Linked DNA regions of Gossypium hirsutum: region 2 is linked to region 1. The links are chromatin contacts, called in public Hi-C maps. All regions are on one chromosome and are shown on one strand. The core of a region is the stretch at or near the end of the contact, and the rest is flanking DNA. Distances in the headings are between cores, read along the strand shown.

Region 1 (5,564 bases), core at 1,099-3,598:
ACTCTATCGAAAAATAGTGAGAATTTATTCTTAACTATCAAATATATTTTTCCAGAATAACAATTCTATCGATTTCTATTAAGAAGAGAGAATTTTCGTTTTCACCCCAAAGAAAAGAGAGAAAACTTTTTCTAGTTATGTGTTTCGATTTAATTGGTTTGAGCTCACACTCGAAGCAATTCGTGGTACGAGAATAGTAGAGAAGATTGTTTGGTTGAAAGCAAAGAACAATGAACGTCCATTAAGTCAAAAACACATGTATGAATTCAGTTAGGGTTTATTGCTATATATATCACAAACCGAGTCGCTTTTCAAAATTTTAATTTTCCGTTGTGCAAGAAAACCGTTTTCAAACTAAGATTTTTCCAACAAAATGCTTTGAAGCAAAGAAAATGAATTCTTGGTTTTCTTTGGGTGTTTCATGGAGAAGAAAGATGAAAAGAAACGTGACTTTGTTTCTTTTATTTTTATGTTATAAACAATTATTACACTATTTTAATATTAAAATTTTAATGTTATTTGAAACAAATCTTACACCAACCGTCCACTATATTTCAAAATGGTATTTTTGCCATTTTGGACTTTAGTTTAATTGCTATATAAGTCTTTAAGTAATAAAAATTTATAGTAATTTAACTTTTACTATTTTTAACGATTTAGTCTTTATACATTAGTTAGTCACCAATTCGGCGAAGTTACCTATTCAAAATTGAATTAACTTATATAGTAATTCCGTAAATATTTATTTATGGACTTGATTTACGAAACGGGGTCCCAAAACTGTATTTTCTAATACTACTGACTTTAGAATCATTACACTTGTACCTTAATTAATTATCAATTAAAAAAATTAATAGATCAAAATTTAATATATTTCTATACTAATCCCGTAAATATTAAATATTAATATTTACGAATATAATTTATAGAAAAAACATTTTAAAACCGTAATTTTAAAATCATAAAATTAATTTTCGACACCACCCACCTTCGTTATAACTCCTAATTTTTTAATATGTGACTACGCTCAAACCGAGAATTACTTTATAATGATAAAAAATTGTAATATAAATTTCACGAATATATATCTAGGTTTTCGTTTCTTTTCTTTATTTTTTTTATCTTGTTGAAGATGTGAGAAAAAGTTTATACTGTCTTAATCAATTTATTTTTTTTAGGGATAAATTTTAAAATTATATATTAATTTTAATTTAATGTGTAATTATATATATAAATTTTGATTTTATATAATTTTATATATAAAATTTTGTTTTAATTCAACTATCACAAATTATTAACACAATTATTGATATAACATCATTTTATATTTATATATTGCATACAAAAATAATTATATTTATCCAATATAAAAATAAATTAATCTATTTATTTCTTTAAATGTGTATGATTGAATCAAAATTAAAATTACATTTATACATTTGAAACACAATCAAAGTTTCATATATATAGTTGCACCAAATTAAAATTCATACATATAATTACATATTAAACTAAAATTTATGTATAATTTTAAGATTTATCTTTTTTGCTTATTAAAGTTTTCCCTTCCCGTATACATTGCTAATTTGCTAGCACATATTTCTTTATAAAGAAAAATTAAAGCTTCTTTATTCTGGACTTTTTGGTATCAACTTTAATATTCATTGCTTTTAAGAGATAATCATCATCATCATCAGCATCTAAGCCAAAGCTCCAAAAACTTCCCCTCGCATGGAATATGCAAGTCCTATTCTAGCTGGCTCGACATGCTCTTTTTTATTTGAACTCTTTTTGAATTTTAGGTTTTTTAATTGAGGTTTCATCAATTTATGTCATGACATTAGGCTTTTACTGTATCAAATAGGTCAAATAGCTTTTGGCATTGAACCAGCTCTTAGTAGCAACGACAACGATGATTATAGATGGCTGCAAGCTCTATAATCAATCCGAATAGGAATTAGATGAAAAGGTAAATTTTTAGGATAACTTATTTATTAATTAAAAATAACGTGTAAAATAATTTTATATAACATTATATGATTGGATGAGACATTAAGAAGAGCTTACCTAATAATTTCTACCATATAAAAATCTTGAGTATCAAATGTGGAATTACTATTTAATATATTATTGGTGTAGCTTTTTAAAAAAAAAACTCCACAATCTGACTTTTGTTTCGTTTCTTTATCTTTTATCTTTTAAATATGTTATGGGAGGAACAACGGTCATCTAGCTTTTTCATATTTTAGTTAAGTTTTCGTTATAATAATTAGTTATACGTTGCGTTTTTGCTTGTAAGAGTTAATGAAAACGGTGAGTTTTGTTTAACTCAAAACAGGAGCGTTTTGATTCTTGTTACAGGGTTATTATATGTCTGTAACTGCGTGAGGAAATATCATGAAATTGGATAACCGTTATCAACAGTCTCCTTCTCTCGATTTTCTCGTTTTTTTTCTTTCTGTAATTCTTCTTCTCTGTTCTTCATCTTTATCTTTCCGATTTAGAACGTTGCAAAAGGTATCAGAGCTTGTCGATCTTCATGATAGGGGACGGAATCAGTACTCGCATGCAGAAGGAAATCGGCAGATCCAAGGTGAGCTTTCTCACTTGCAACTGGAGCTAACTCAGTGGGATGTACGGATGGACACTAAGATGAAAGATCTGCAGGCAGAAATTAAGTAGGAGGTACGTTCCGAACTTCATTCTGAGCTTCACTCCTTGTTCGAACAATATTTTGGCCAAAGTAACCCATCGATTGTGGGGAATGCATCTAGCAACAAGGGAAAAGGGATCTTAGGAACACCACCGAGGTTTCCACCTCAAGAGCATTTAATAGTATCTCCAAGAGCAGATCTCGGCCATTCGAGCATGTCACAAAGGGGAGTGTTGATGGAATCCGAACATTTTTCTTTTCGAGTTGACTGTCTACATTGTGATGGTGAGCACTTCCGAGGTTGGTGGTTCAAACTAGTGCAGTATTTGAGGCCGAAGGAATTGCAGATCATGCAAAGGTCAGGATCGTCATGTTACACCTTGAAGGTAAAGCACTTGATTGGCATCATTTTTTTGTGCGTAGACATGGAGGGGTTCATCAAGTGTCTTGGGAGGTTTATTCGAGGGGCTTCGAGAGCGTTTCAGATCAGATTTTGTCTTAGATCCTATGGCAGAATTAGTGTCCCTTAAACAACTTAGCTTAGTGGACCAATTTTATGATGATTTTTTGAGTTTGTTGAATCAGCTCAACTTACCTGAATCCTATGCATTAAGTATATTCCTTAGCAACCTCAAACTGAAAATCGGGCAATATCTTCGGTTGTTCAAGCCTCAAACATTGGTAGAAGGTTACCAGTTAGCAAGGCAAGTGGAAACCATTGTGGCGGGACCGGTCAAAAGAGAAGGCAGTTTTAATAGTGGGTCTAATATAATGAGGCCATTATTTCCTGTGATTAGAAGTCAACGTGGGAGTGGTAGTGTTGGATTGGCCAGTGAAACAGTGAATGGGAAATTGGCTCCTAAACTTCCTTCCAAGTCCTTATCGCAAGCTGAATTGGAAGACAGAAGGAAAAAAAGGACTTTGTTTTTGGTGTGGTCTGAAATATTCGCCACGCCATAAATGTTCAAAGTCACAATTGTATCAGTTGATTGTCGAACCTTTATGGGAGAATGAACCTAAAGTACGTAGCCCTTCCCCGGATGAATTCCAAGATTGTACTGAACAATTGGAGTTGACAGAGACATTGTTTGGGAATGCAGCTCCTGTATTGTCATTACAAGCATTACAAGGGTTACAGGGTCCTACGACTATGAGGTTTCCAACTGTTATTGATCAATCACAAGTGGTGGTTTTGTTTAATTCGGGAAGTACGCATAATTTCATTGATTTCAAGATGGCGAAGCAGTTGAATCTGACTATCGAACCTGGGCCAAGTGTGAGGGTGCTGGTGGCTAATGGGGTTAAGTTGTGTACTCAAGGGTTATGCAGGGTTATCATATGGGAGGCACAAGGGTATCAATGTACTACGGATTTCTTAGTGTTATCTCTTAAGGGGTTTGATCTGGTTCTTGGTGTTCAATGGTTATTGGCGTTGGGGCAGATTGTGTGGGACTTCTCTAACTTGACCATGCAGTTCAAATATAGGGACCAGACTTGTGTTTTGAGGGGAGCAGTACCTGGTTTAGTTCATATCGTTCCTAGTGGAGATTTTTCTCAATGCATGAGTTTGGTGGGAAAGGGTTCGTGCCTGATGTTACTAGCTTCTTTTGAGCAGACCCTTCTCACAATGTAGTCAGCCAATCTACCACTCGTGTTGCAAAATCTTTTGAGCGACTTTGATGATGTTTTTCAGTTGCCCACTTGTTTACCTCCCGTTCGTTTACATGACCATAGAATACCATTGGTGGACGAATCTAAGGTGGTTAAAGTGTGAACATATAGATATCCTTCAGTTCAGAAGACTGAAATAGAAAAGCTAGTACAAGAGATGTTACGAGCTGGAGTTATTCACGATAGTAACAGCAGTTTTGCTTCTCCTGTGGTCATAGTCAAGAAAAAATATGGGAGTTGGCGACTTTGCATTGACTACAGAAAACTTAATTAGTTAACGATCAAAGATAGGTTTCCCATTCCTATTATTGAAGAGCTACTTGATGAGTTGGGGCAAGCCCAATACTTCTCTAAGTTCGACTTACATTCGAGATACCATCAAATCTGAATGTGTGAACAGGACATTTTTAAAACAGCCTTCAAGACTCATGAAAGGCATTATGAATTTTTGGTCATGCTATTTGGCTTGACCAATGCCCCTTCGAGTTTTCAATCTCTAATGAACTCAATTTTTCGGCCTATGTTTAGGAATATCGTCATTGTATTTTTTATGACATTCTTGTATACTCTAGAGGCTGGGGAGATCATTTGATGCATTTGCGTGAAGTTTTACAAGTATTACGGACAAATCAGCTATATGCTAAGCAGTCCAAATGTGTTTTTGGAGCCACACATATAGAGTACTTGGGACACGTGATTTCCCAAGGAACTGTTCGCATGGACCGAGCTAAGGTGGAAAGTGTCTTGAATTGGCCTTCTCCTGGGTCTATCAAGGAATTACGTGGATTCTTGGGGTTATCAGGGTATTCTATGAGGTTTATACGTGGTTATGGGTTGTTGGCCAAACCTCTTACAGCCTTACTACGAAAGGAAGTCCCTTGGCAATGGGCAGGTCAAGAGCAAGCAGCCTTTGAGCAGCTCAAATAAGCTATTTGCCAAGCTCTAGTATTGACCCTACCTAACTTTCAAGAGTTGTTTTGTGTGGAAACCGATGCAAGTGGCCAAATGATTGGAGCAGTGCTTCAGCAAAATGGGAAGTTAGTGGCATTTTTTAGCAAGGCACTTGGGGTTAAAAATCAGGCTTTGTCCATTTATGACAAAGAAATGATGGCAGTATTGTTAGCAGTCAAGAAGTGGCATTCTTACTTGGTAGGCTGACATTTCATTATCAAAACAAACAACCAAAGTCTGAAATTCTTGTCTGAACAACAGGCTATCACTCCTTATCAGCAAAAATGGG
Region 2 (5,564 bases), core at 1,955-4,454, 320 kb after region 1:
AGTTTAGCATTGGAGAAAAGCACTCGAACAGGATTGTAGAAAGTTAGCGAGGAAATTTTAAGAAAATCCATCCAACCCCAATTTCGAAAAATAGAAAGATAAGAAAATTTTATTCCTTCTAACATGGCTACATCAACTCTCCTAGACTCCCATACTCTGTTGGACGCAAAGTTCCTATCAAAATGTTCACAATACTCATCAGAACTAAAACATGCATTGAAGGATGATCTAGGACCACTAGGAGGATGTGATGATGATGCATCAGTTCTAGGTCATTTCTTAGGCACCATACTTTGAGAATTAAGCACTAAAGTACCACTAAAACACCAAAAAAATTCATTTAGGAATTTTGACAAACACTTGGTGTGCAAGGGTTTTAGGCAAAAAATTTAAGAAAAAGTCTAGAAAGAGGATACCCCTTGCAACAAAAAACGATGCATATAGTCCAAATCAACCCAATAGTTCATCAAAAAACAATATTCCAACCTACATTGTATAAAATCAAAAGATTGAAAATTTTAGGGTTTACCTTAAAAATGTTGAAATCTTGATGCAATGGTGTTTTAAAGGATTGCAAAGACAATATTTTTCAAAAAAGAATCAAGAGTTTTGAAGAATTTTTTAATATGAGAAAATGATTTTTGGATGAAGAGAAATGAAGTTTCTGGGTTTTTGCAAATTACTTTTGAAGAAACATGGTGTAGGTGCCTTTAAAAACCCAATGGTACCGATATTTTTATAAAAGTATTGATATTTTTTTAAATGGTATCGATACCTAATTACAGTTCTAATTTTCAAGTACAGAAAAATTATAAAAACGAAACTTTTAGGTCCTAAGGGGTTCTAAGGGTCCTAAAATGACTCTAAGATCATCCCTAATGATTTCATATGCATGAAAATGAAAATTTTAAGCATGATGCATATGATTCATGAATAAAAATTAGATTAAAAAATGCTAAATTAAAAATATTAAGTCCATTCTTAGCAAGTACAAGAGTAAAAAAAATCATGCTAGATAAATAAGGTCAAAATAAATCAAATAACCACATAAAACTCCTCCAATATTTTTGAATACAAGAGCTATGAATGTCATACTATCATGCTTTTTGCAATAAAAACACAATATACAAATTTAAAAATCAATCTATGTCCATGGAAAAATTCAACACAAAGTCAAGGCAAGTTGGTCAAACCTAGTTCTCTCCTAAGTGTCCAAAATCTCTCATTGTCTAAAGGTTTTGTAAAAATGTCAAATGTCAGCTAATTGGTTCAAAATGTCTACATACTCTAGAACTGTTTCTCCTTTTTGGACATGATCTCTAATGAAATGATTTCTTATTTCAATGTGTTTAGTCCTAGAATGTTGGATAAGATTTTTAGTGAGACAAATAGCACTAGTATTGTCACACTTTATAGGGATGGTATCTAAATCAATTTAATAGTCCTTAATTTGTTGTTTCATTCATAAAACTTGAGCATAACAACTAATGGCAGAAATATATTTCACTTTGGTGGTGGACAATGCAACACCATTTTTTTCTTTGAAAACCATGATATTAGCATGTTGCCTAGGAATTGATAATTATCAGAGGTGTTTTTTCCTATCTAATTTGCATCCTCCAAAATCCGCATCTAAGAATGCATGCAAGCTAAAGGATGAGTCTCTAGGATACCAAAGACCTAAACTGAGAGTGTCTCTAAGGAATTTAAAGATTCTCTTAAAGGCTTGCAAATGTGATTCTTTAGGACATGATTGAAATCTAGCACACATGCAAACACTAAACATGACATCGGGTGTACTTGTTGTAAGATAAAGCAAAGAGTCAATCATAGATCTATATAACTTTAAATCAACACATTTACTTTCCTTATCTTTGCCAAGCTTTGTAGAAGGGCTCATGGGAGTAGCTTGTGGTTTAAGAGTGTCCATCCCAAACTTCTTGAGCATTTCCTTTGTGTACTTAGCTTGATTGATGAAGATACTATCCTTTATTTGTTTGATTTGGAGTCCCAAAAAGAAATTTAGTTCTCCCATCATGCTCATATCAAATTCACCTTCCATTAGCTTAGAAAATTCTTGACAAAGAAGATCATTAGTAGAACAAAAAATAATATCATCAACGTATATTTGAACTACTAATAAATCATTGCCTTTTCTTTTAATAAAAAGTATTGTGTCAACCTTTCCTTTATGAAAACCTTTTTCAACAAGAAAATTTGATAATCATTCATACCAAGCTCTATGAACTTATTTCAAACTATATAAAACTTTTAATAGTTTGAAAACACGGTGAGGAAATTTTTTATCTTCAAAATTGGGTGGTTGTCCAACATATACTCCTTCATTTATAGACCCATTTAGAAAAGAACTTTTTACATCCATTAGATATAATTTAAAATCATTAAAACATGTAAAAGCTAAAAGCATGCTAATGGCTTCCATCCTAGCTACGAGAGCATAAGTTTCATCAAAATATATTCATTCATCTTGAGAGTAACCTTGAGCAACAAGTCTAGCCTTGTTTCTCACTATGTTACCACTCTCATCTAGCTTGTTCCTAGAAACCCATTTAATACCTATAGTATATTTATCTCAAGGTCTTTCAACTAGGGTTCATACTTTACTTCTCTTAAATTGATTTAACTCTTCTTGCATAACCAATATCCAATATTCATCATTTAATGTTTCTTTGATATTTTTAGGCTTAATGCATGAGATAAATGTAACATAATTACAAGTATTTCTAAGAGAAGATCTAGTAGTTACCTTTTTAGATGGATCTTCCCGAATCTTACCATTCTTCACATAGTTGAACTCTCTTGGATGAGTGACTTCCCTCTTCTCTATTGCAAATATTAGATTTGTCATTATGATAATAAATATTAAGGGAATGGATGCGAATATTAATAATAAGATATCCACTTCACTTTTAAAAAATATATTATTTGTGAATTTAATATATTGATCCATAGTCAAATCAAGATAATAAAAATATTTAAAATAATTAAAAAATATTATTTAAATTATTATTTGAATTGAAATAATATTATTTTAGATATCCATAAATATTATTTAAAATATTTTATATATTTTATGATTTAGATTTATGGTTTTCATATAAAAACACATTTGTAAAATTGTGGTGAGGAGAAATAATAGTTATTTTATTCGAAATAAAAAATTAAAAACTAAAAAGAACACATGCATCAAAACGCCGTCGAAGCAGAAATTCTATGAATCGCAATTACAGAACTGTCCCTCAATACTGACCTATTTTTCTGGTCTGAGTTCTTCTTCGACTCGGTTACGATTACGACTCTCCGCCCTCTCTTCTGGAAAAAAAATGAATTTTCGTTTAAATTTTATTTACATTTTTAATTATTTTCCCTAGAAAACAGACCATTTTTTTCTCTAATTTTCCTTTTTTTTTGTGGATTCAATTGAGATTTCTAGGGTTTTATTTAATGTACGGCGAAGATTTAATGTCGTATGAATGGAGATTGCCTATAGCCTCTCCATCGCTCTTCAATCCCATCAGCCGTTGATCACTGCAATTATCATCACCCTCCTTTCCCTCCTTGCCGTCCGTTCATTCTTCAAGAGGCCCCACCACAAATCTAACGTAACCGGTACCGCCACGTCATCCGCTAAAAAGCAAGCCAGAGAAGCCAAACCACCTTCCTCCTGCAACCATACTTCCAATTCTGCGGCGCTCCTTAACGGAGGTGCTGCTGGTCCGGCGGAGGAGGATATGGTGATGGCGGATGTTTCGAAGGCTGTGGCAGAGATGCAGAGCGGGGCGTCAATGATGGAGCAGTTGGTCCCGGAGATTACAACCCACGCGCTTAGTTACTTGGATTATCCAAGCCTTTGTCGGCTTTCCATGACTAATTCGCTTATGAGAAAGGCAGCTAATGATGATAATGCCTGGAAAGCGCTTTATCACAAGGTACCCAATTTCCCCTTCTTTTTATTGCCTTGATTTAATTGAATATTTATTTCATTATACTTACCTATTAGTGGGGTTCTTAGCATAAATCTTCTGGCTTAATATTTTTGCTTGCTAGGATTTTACTTTGGAGCAAGATACAGTAACACCTGTTAATGGGTGGAAGGCATACTACGCAGCTACAAGAGCCATTATGAATGTTAATACCGAATTCTTTAGCATCATCAAAGATAGGTCTCTTTCAGCTATGAGTCGTTTTTGGCTGAATGCGGATTATGTAAAGTGCATTCATGCGTCAGGGGTTCTTTTTTCAGGGTATGAATATGTTGCTTACTTCAATATCAGGATGTTCACTTCTTTTTTGTTCTTATGTTGCCTGAAAGTTATAGTGTTTCAGTATATAAGTTTTTGCTCGTATCTTGTTGCTTGAACATGGTAGATCTTTTTCACCTTATGATTGGGTTAAGTTGCATGGACTTGCTGACCGGTTACATAGCATAGCCGATTGAGTGTTTGTGTAGTTAAGATGTTTCTCCGAAATGCTTTGATGATTCCAAGAATATTTGAAGATAGAGAAGAGCTTTTTTAATTTGTAGGGTGATTATAGGTTGTTTGTATGACCACAATGTTAATGGCTTGAGTCTTGGTTTCGGCATTGGAAGGGTTTTACCAGCGTTTTGCTATTCGAACATAGTGAATGCCATGCTTGGCATAGAAATGCTTTTGTCTTGACATATTAGTGCAATTTAACTGTGAGAAGAAAAGAGAAAAGGCCCCATGTTTTTCTTTAATAAGTATGAGGCATATGTTAGAACAAAAGCATGCCACTTTTATGTAAATAGAATTTCGGAATAGACAAAAGATAATGTATTCAGTCAATGCCGAGAGTCATTTTTGTTATCCATTGCAGGTTTAATGCTGTAATACAGAGTTGGCAGCATGCATTTAATTGGGAGCAAGGGGTTGATTTTCAGGTTAGAGATGTTCGAGCTCGGGTATTAACGAACATGGCTTGGATTACTATGAAAACCTATGTTGATATGGATAACGTGGCATTTAACATGACTAACATCTTTGAGTTTCATCATGGACGTTGGTACCTTGTGGATCATCACTGCTCGGAGATGCTGGCCGACGGTGACATCGGACAACAAATTGTTCATTGATAACCGAAGATGAAAGAGTAATTAATACAAGGGATAATTTTAGTAGTAGTAATCTATTAGCAAAAGGCAAGTTGCCGGGAAGTTTCTCTGGGATTTATTTCAAAGATCATTCTTTTTTTTTTTTGTGGTAAATAGGTCCCTGTAACGTTTTAGCCCTTTTATTATTTGTTTTACTTTCTTAAGTATCATAATTTTGGCTGTATATATTTATATATTCTTCAGTTCTTTTTTCACATGAATGTGTACATGTGAATTGAAGATGGGTTCACAAAGTTGCATGATAACGTTCTGGATAAAATAAAATAAAAAAAGCTCAAGGAGCAACGGCTTTGAATGAATCAATATTTTGATTTAATATAATGTGGTGGTTGAACTTTTCAGGGATGGGTCAGAAGTAATAATATAAAGTGTAAAGTTGCGAATACTGTCGTCTAAGGTTCCATGGTCT

What was found. A called contact is a pair of places that touch in the nucleus more often than the background predicts.
Region 2: a contact with region 1 is called in a Hi-C map of leaf, with 1.8 times the contacts expected there. The contact joins the promoter of LOC107950771 here to the enhancer-like site in region 1. A contact is called at or near these places in 4 of 34 Hi-C or Micro-C datasets (callus, hypocotyl and leaf).

What each region holds. Positions count from the first base shown.
Region 1 is chrD03:33,992,098-33,997,661 of Gossypium_hirsutum_v2.1, forward strand. No RefSeq gene overlaps it. Among protein-coding and RNA genes, the nearest start is that of LOC121215672, 23 kb to the right of the region's middle. Within about 2 kb of position 2,349, at least 6 of the 9 cell types and tissues checked have an H3K27ac peak or open chromatin away from gene starts, as enhancers often do. A contact at or near this core is called in leaf, where this site is marked.
Region 2 is chrD03:34,315,427-34,320,990 of Gossypium_hirsutum_v2.1, forward strand. LOC107950771 (F-box protein SKIP8) reads left to right here and starts at 3,205. Exons shown (of 3, transcript XM_016885729.2): 1 at 3,205-3,950; 2 at 4,069-4,265; 3 at 4,861-5,349. The coding sequence starts at 3,495. The coding sequence ends at 5,116. TRNAQ-CUG (transfer RNA glutamine (anticodon CUG)) reads left to right here and starts at 5,552; the gene lies at 5,552-5,564.